2 separate regions of the Pan troglodytes genome follow, and region 2 is linked to region 1. Evidence: chromatin contacts called from public Hi-C data. All regions are on one chromosome and are shown on one strand. The core of a region is the stretch at or near the end of the contact, and the rest is flanking DNA. Distances in the headings are between cores, read along the strand shown.

Region 1 (3,246 bases), core at 113-2,612:
CCCATGACAGCACCCCTTAGCCACCAAGAGGCTCTGCCTGCTCAGGCCACTGGAGGTGATTGCTGATAAATTACAACCACGGTGGGGGGAGGTTGGGTCCTGGGATTGGGATTCCCTAGGGGTAGGGACAGGTGTCACACCTTTCTACATTCAGTGGGAACTCACATCAGTCAGGGCAGGGCGCAGCTTGTGCCAAGGTGGCTGAAGAGTAGTGGACCAGGACTCTGTCACATCTGCCCTGGTCACTGACCCTTTGAGGCCCCATCTCCCCGTTTTCTACTTCTTAGCAACAGAACAGACTTTGCCAAAGCCCCGGGGTGGACAGTGGACGTGCCATGGTGCTGTGTGGGATCTCAGGTCAGGGCTCAGGCTGCTGGCAGGGGAGGTGGAGACATGCACAGGCTGGGCGCCTGTGCCAGCCCCTCCCAGATATGTCCCTGGGACCCCATAGAGGCCCTGCTGACTCTACCCAACCACATTGGGGGAGCCTGTCCCCAGGCGTGAAGCCAGGACCCAGGCTCCACTCTGCTGTTCCAGCGCACTTCACCCCTCCTCTCTCCCTGCCCACCTCAGCCCACCAAAACCTCCTCTCCCACTCCTAGGTGCTGACTGTCCCATTATGAGAAGTCAGTTTGGCTCTCTCTTTCCACATGTGAGGAAACAGCCTCCGAGGCCTGGTGGGGGCAGGTCAGACAGCCAACCGAGCATGCCCCGCTCCATGGTCCTGCACCACGCTGGCAGCTGCCACACCTGGCCGCTGACCTGAGAACACGCTGTGGCTTTCCACTAAACTGTAAGCTCCTGAAGTCTGTTTTACATTTATCCTCAAAGAAGGGGGCTGGGCTGGGCCCAGGCCAGTGATGAAAGCATTACCCATGATCACTGCCCAATTCCTGTCTGTCCTAAGGCTCAATATCAAACTCACTCCCCTGGGGATGGGAGGGGCGAAGAGGAGAAGGAGAGGGAAGGTGAGCGAGGCCGGCTGGGAGGTGGGCTGGGCGCAGCCAGCACTGGTGGGGAATGCCTGCCATGCCTTGGTCTGTGCCCACGCAGCCGGGAGCTTCCACCCACCAGGAAAGGGAAATTGAAAGCATCCCCATCCGACATGTGAATGCGGCCCAGAGACTGGGGATTAGAGGCCGAGCCCCTGCAGGGAGGCTGGGGGCGGTGGGGTGGCCATGTGGCCGTGATCTTCATCAGAGGACAGGAAAGCTGGAGTTTCCTGTTTCCGGTGCTGGGGTCCCTGGGAGCTTCTCTTCTGGCAAGAGGAAGCCAATGGGAGGAGGCTGTAGGCTGCGCGGTTTTATGTGGTTGGGGGAGATCGTATGTCAGCTGTGGGGATGCAGGGAGAAGCCAGCCAGGCAGGCCTGAGGGCTCATGCAGAGGTCAGCGGATCCGCTGCGGAGATGTGCGCCCCCTCTGCCACGCCCCCACCTTCCTGGCAGGTGGTGGGCCACCAGGGTGGTGGGAAGTGGCCGGGGTTTCTCTCCATTTGGGCTTCAGAAGTCAGGGATCAGATTTCAAGGGCGCCTTGCTGATACTGAAACTGAGGTGGGAGTCAGTTCCCCAGTTCTCTGAGTCCCTGCCTCATTCTACCAGCCATGGGTGCCTGTGGCAGCCTCTGTGTCCGTCTCTGGGACCCCTGTGGCCCTGGCACAGAAAAGCCGTCTGTGGGCAGGGTCTGCTCAGTCTGTGTCCTTCCCAACCAGCCCTGAACAGTCTGTCCCGAAGCCCAGGACCAAAACCCACAGCCACGGAGCTCTTTCTGCACCCCAGCTCCCTATGCAACCCTGTGGCATGGGGCTGCACTGTCCCCAGCAGGCAGGGGGTGGTGGATGCCCACTCTGGGGAGGCTGGGGGGCCAGGGCCAGAGCCGGAGGCACAGTCCCTTCCCTCCCTGCCTTCGCTGAGCCTCCACGGTCCTGGCTTAGAAACAAGAGCTTGCTAGGGTCAGGCGGGCCTTTTCCTAATCCCATACTTCAGGCCTGCACAGTCAACGAACAGCTCAGCAATCCGAAACACCAGGGGCTGCAGGATCAAAAACTGATCCTCTCATTGCCGTGTGGGCCCTGGGCCAGGCCAGTGATAATTAGGCAGAGCCTCATTACCCGGCCCTGGCAAGGCACTGCCTGGGACCACCGCAGAAGAGGCAAGGAAGTGCAGCTGGGCGAACAGGAGCTTTCTAGGTCACAGCCTGCTCGAGAGAGGCCAGGGAAGATGAAGTGATTCGGGGCTTTAAGGCACGGCTCTGCCTGTTCCCCGCCCTGGGGACCGAGGGAATAGGCCTGTCTGATCACTGACCAGGGCCTGCCCAACAGAAGATGAGTCTCACAGAAGCATTCCTGACCCCAACAGGTCACAAGCTAGGGGACCTTCCCGGGCCAGACCCCGCTGCCACGCCCCTCCCTGTGTGCGGCCACCCCCACGTTTCCAAAGCCGAGTGCTGCAGGCAGCTGCTCTCCCAATCCGGCGGGGCAAGATGAAAGGCCTTGCTCATGTCCGCTGAGGGATGGCCAAGATCTCTGCTAGCTCCATTCAGCAAGCCCTGGCCCCAGTGGCTCTCAATCAGGAGGAAGCGGTCAAATGACCACCAGAACAGCGGCGGTTGCTGGGTGGGGTGGGAAGGGGGTGGTGGCAGGGGTACCCTGAGCTCGCCTGGGCCATGTGGGTACTCTGGAGCCCTCAGGAGCATGGACGCTTAGGCCACAGGTCACAGAGCTGACGTCCCCACTGAGTTTCCCGTCAGGCCCCATGGGAATCTGGGGACAGGCAGCTAGAAATCCTCTTCAGTCCCCAAGTGGCCGCTGACCTGCCTCTCCCATAAGTGCCCGGAGGCCCCCAGGTGACATTTACTCACTTTTTTAAGGGCTCGATCACAGTCTTCTGGATCTGGTTCACCTGTCAAAGAAAAACCCAAAGACATTAAAACTGGTGGGGAGGGGAGGGCGACACGCGAGGCAGGGCCCCTAACTACCACAGGGCTAGGAAGTCTAAAGGGCCACAGGGTGCTGTCCTTGTCCTGGGCCTGGCCTTGCTCAGGGTGGAGGCCGGGTGGCTGGCCACAGAAGGCTCAGGGGCTGGGGTGAACAGGACTGCCGCCGGCAACCCTCACAGTAAGTAACATGACCTCGTGGAGCCTCAGGAAGCAGGTAGAGCCAAGGCAGAACAGTCTGGAAAGAGCCCTGTGGGCTTGCAGCACCTTGCAGCACACGAGGCCAGAGGGCTTAGAGCCCTGAGAGCAGAGGG
Region 2 (3,251 bases), core at 166-2,665, 370 kb after region 1:
AGGTAGGTAGGCACGTTGATCACAAACACCTTGAGGGACAGCTTCCAAGTATATGCATTCACAGATGAGAAGCAGGCTTCAGACAACACAAAATTCATTTTTAACCCGGCTTTCTTTTGGCAGTAAATTTCTCTTCCTAATCATATTTTGCATAAACTAATATTAGAGTGGATTTGCATTTTCAGAGCACAAGATGGAGGAGTGGTGGAGGCGGTTCAGGTGGGTGGCATGCCGGTCTGGGCTTTAAAAATTGTCCAGAGGTAACTGAGGAGATGAATCAAACCAGACTGAGCTGACTACTTAACACTAGCAGTCAAGATCATCCTGGCTGGGCATGGTGGCTCACGCCTGTAATCCCAGTACTTTGGGAGGCCAAGGCAGGCAGATCACTCGAGGTCAGGAGTTCAAGACCAGCCTGGCCAAGGTGGTGAAACCCCGTCTCTACTAAAAATACATAAATTAGCTGGGGATAGTGGCGTGCACTTGTGGTCCCAGCTACTCGGGAGGCTGAGGCTGAACTGCTTGAACCCAAGAGGCGGAGGTTGCAGTGAACCAAGATTGCACCACTGCACTCCAGCCTGGGCAACAGAGGGAGACTCAAAAAAAAAAAAAAAAAAAAAAAAAGATTATCCTGATAAAACCAGCCTTGAATATGGAAAGTGTCTTCTAGGGACCCCTCAGGTTATAGATGTTATACCTTAGAATCTCTCTATTTTACAGAGGGGTAAATTGAGGCAGAGAACCCAAAGAAGGCTTAGGGACGATTTTTGAGGCTACTCACTTCATGGTGTTTCTTTCAGAGATTAGCAGCTATTACTGAACTCCAGGAGGCAACAGGAGGGGGGTGGGATGGAGGTGGGGACCCGCTGAAGAAGGCCTAGGTGGGAGACAGGTAACCTGGTACAGGTACCCACCCCACAACTCATTAAGGGCCATGGAGGGAGGAAGGCTCTCAAGTGCCACGAAAATTCCCAAGGCAGCAGAGGACTTGTATGGAAACGCCGGTTATTCGTCCCTACCCACCCCCCGCCCCCCGCCCCCACGACTGCCCCTGCCGTCGCCTCCCCGTGGGCAACTGGTGGGGGGCTGGGCTTACAACCACACGTTCTCCTCCAACCAGCATCCCTTCCAGGGTGCACTAGGATGCCTCTCAGAGGTTCTCCCCCGCCTCCCGAAGGAAAGGGGAAAACCCCGTGGGCGTCCGGAGAGCCTTTGCGCCTCGCCAGGTGGAGGGACCGGCGCCACCCAGACCCGCGAGCCGAGACCCTCCCCGCGGCGTCGCTGCGGGAGGGGCGGAAGAGCGCGGGCGGTGGGCGGGAGCGGTGCTGCGAGGCGGGGTCTGCGGGGCGTCCAATCCCCTTCTTCCCCCGCCCGCCCCCTCCCCGCCCCCCGAACGCTTTCCACCAACTGCGCGCGGCAGTGGGCGGGGCCCGTCACGGCTGTCGTCTTGGGTGCGATTTTTTTCTCCTCCTTTTTTTACCCTCCCGTTTTTTTCTTTTCTTTTTTTTTTCCCCTATCCTTTTTTTGTGAATGAAAAAAGGAGGTCGCGAGCGGTACCTGGGACTGCAGCGCCAGGCGTCTTCGCGGCAGCGCCTTCGCCGCGGGCCCGGGCGCGTAGCGGCGGCGACCTCGCCCCTCTCCCGGCGCCCCTGCGCGGCGCCCGCAGCCTCCGCAGCCCGGCTCCGCGCGCCGCCGTGACATTGGGCGCCTGGGGCGCGGGGCGATGCTGATCCGGAAGGGGCAGCGGCTGCAGTGCAGCGCGCGCGTCCGCTCCTGGGCCCACGTCCGGCCTGGGCTGCCCTGCCGGAGTTTCTGAGTGGCCGCGAGCTGGCCGGGAGGCTGGAGCCCAGCAGCAGCGCGGCGGCGCCGGCGTCGTCCCAACTTGCAGGCGCGGAGGGACCCCTGACATTTCACTAAAATGAGCGTGCTCAGCAGGAAGAGATGTGTTCCTCACGCTAGAAGCCACCCCGTCACATGTAGTGGTGTAAGTAGATGGCTGCTTGCGGTTATGGCGGGGTGGCCAGCAGCCCTTGCAGACGCGCCGCGCCGCCCTCCCTGCCCTGCTGCGCCCCTCGCTACGTTCCCCGGGCCCCGCTAGTCCCTGGGCTCTGGCTTCGGCTGCTGGGTACAGTGGGGCTGGAGACTAATCCTTTCCGGTGTTTTTAGGGAAAGGAAGATGACTTGATTGCCTCGGCGTGTCGTGCCCCTCCCCCTTCTCGATGTTTAAAATTTTTTTAATTTCTATTTTGTGTGTGTGCAGAGTAGCGTGTCAGAAAAAAGGAAAAACAGTCCAGAGTGGTGGGAGTGATTCTGTTAAGAAAACAAACACAAAACAACAGTGGAATTGGGGTGTTTTGCTGGCGGTTCTGGAGCTGGTTCTTTGAACTCAACTCCATTGCAGTCTATGTAACTGAGTTCTGTGAAACTACTGGGGAGATCCTTGGCGGTGTTTGGTGATGTGTCCACATTTTAGGTTTGAGGGGGCTTATCTGTGTTTAGGCTTGCATTTCTTTAATCTGACCATTCAGGGTCCCTTTGGGCCTTGCTTTCTGTTGGATCTGCACGGGGCTTCTTGCAATGCCAGCGACCCCCGTGGGAGCCTCCCCGAATTCGGAGTCCACTCTCTCTTTGTTCTTCTCCTTCCAATTCTCCATTCAATCCATCTCCCTTGATTTTACCTTCATTTTCAGGATTTTCCTCCCTTTCCCATTTTGTAAGATGATGTGGGATACTGGTTGCTAGGAGACAAGCCAGGCTCCCAGGGAGATTCTGTTGTTTCCTTGACAACCAGACTAGGGCAGCCACAGATGAACAAGCCTCCTATCAGCTGTGGGAGGGAAAGGGGCCCTTTCTGAGCTCTGCAAAGAGTGTGTGTAGGGGTGTGGGGGTGGGACTGGGAGAGCACGAGGTTTGTAGCTAATTTCAGCACACCTTGGGTTTTGGCTTGCATCAAGTACAAAGAGCTGGGAGAGCGGTGGGCAGGAGGCTGTTTTTGGAGAGGGGCACAGGGATCATGGGACAGGGATGGAAGGAACACATGCCAGTGACTTTGCGATTGTCATGGAAGAGGAGTGAGTTGGGGGTTGTGATGCCCAGGGCTGGGTGGTGAGGAGGTCATAGTTTATGGAGGTTGATTGAGTGGGGATGAGGCAATTGTGAGGGAGAGTCTGGAGTCAGGGAAGAAGAGAGAGCCAGAGGGAGAGGGGAAGCTGAGAAGCTCACTGAGTGGGCTGTATCACCATATATCAGCA

Evidence for each region. Hi-C and Micro-C count contacts between places; a contact is called where the count stands out from the background.
Region 2: a contact with region 1 is called in a Hi-C map of induced pluripotent stem cells, with 2.4 times the contacts expected there. The contact joins the promoter of RHOBTB2 here to the enhancer-like site in region 1. A contact is called at or near these places in 3 of 7 Hi-C or Micro-C datasets (induced pluripotent stem cells and stem cell-derived neural progenitor cells) and 1 of 1 datasets of contacts at active chromatin or transcription factors (stem cell-derived excitatory neurons).

The regions. Positions count from the first base shown.
Region 1 is chr7:30,956,084-30,959,329 of NHGRI_mPanTro3-v2.0_pri, forward strand. It overlaps BIN3 (bridging integrator 3), which reads right to left. Exons shown (of 10, transcript XM_054657306.2): 7 at 2,858-2,898. Among named protein-coding and RNA genes, the nearest start is that of CCAR2, 24 kb to the left of the region's middle. Within about 2 kb of position 1,363, at least 3 of the 24 cell types and tissues checked have an H3K27ac peak or open chromatin away from gene starts, as enhancers often do. A contact at or near this core is called in induced pluripotent stem cells, where this site is marked.
Region 2 is chr7:31,327,665-31,330,915 of NHGRI_mPanTro3-v2.0_pri, forward strand. It overlaps RHOBTB2 (Rho related BTB domain containing 2), which reads left to right and starts at 1,416. Exons shown (of 10, transcript XM_519653.8): 1 at 1,416-1,984.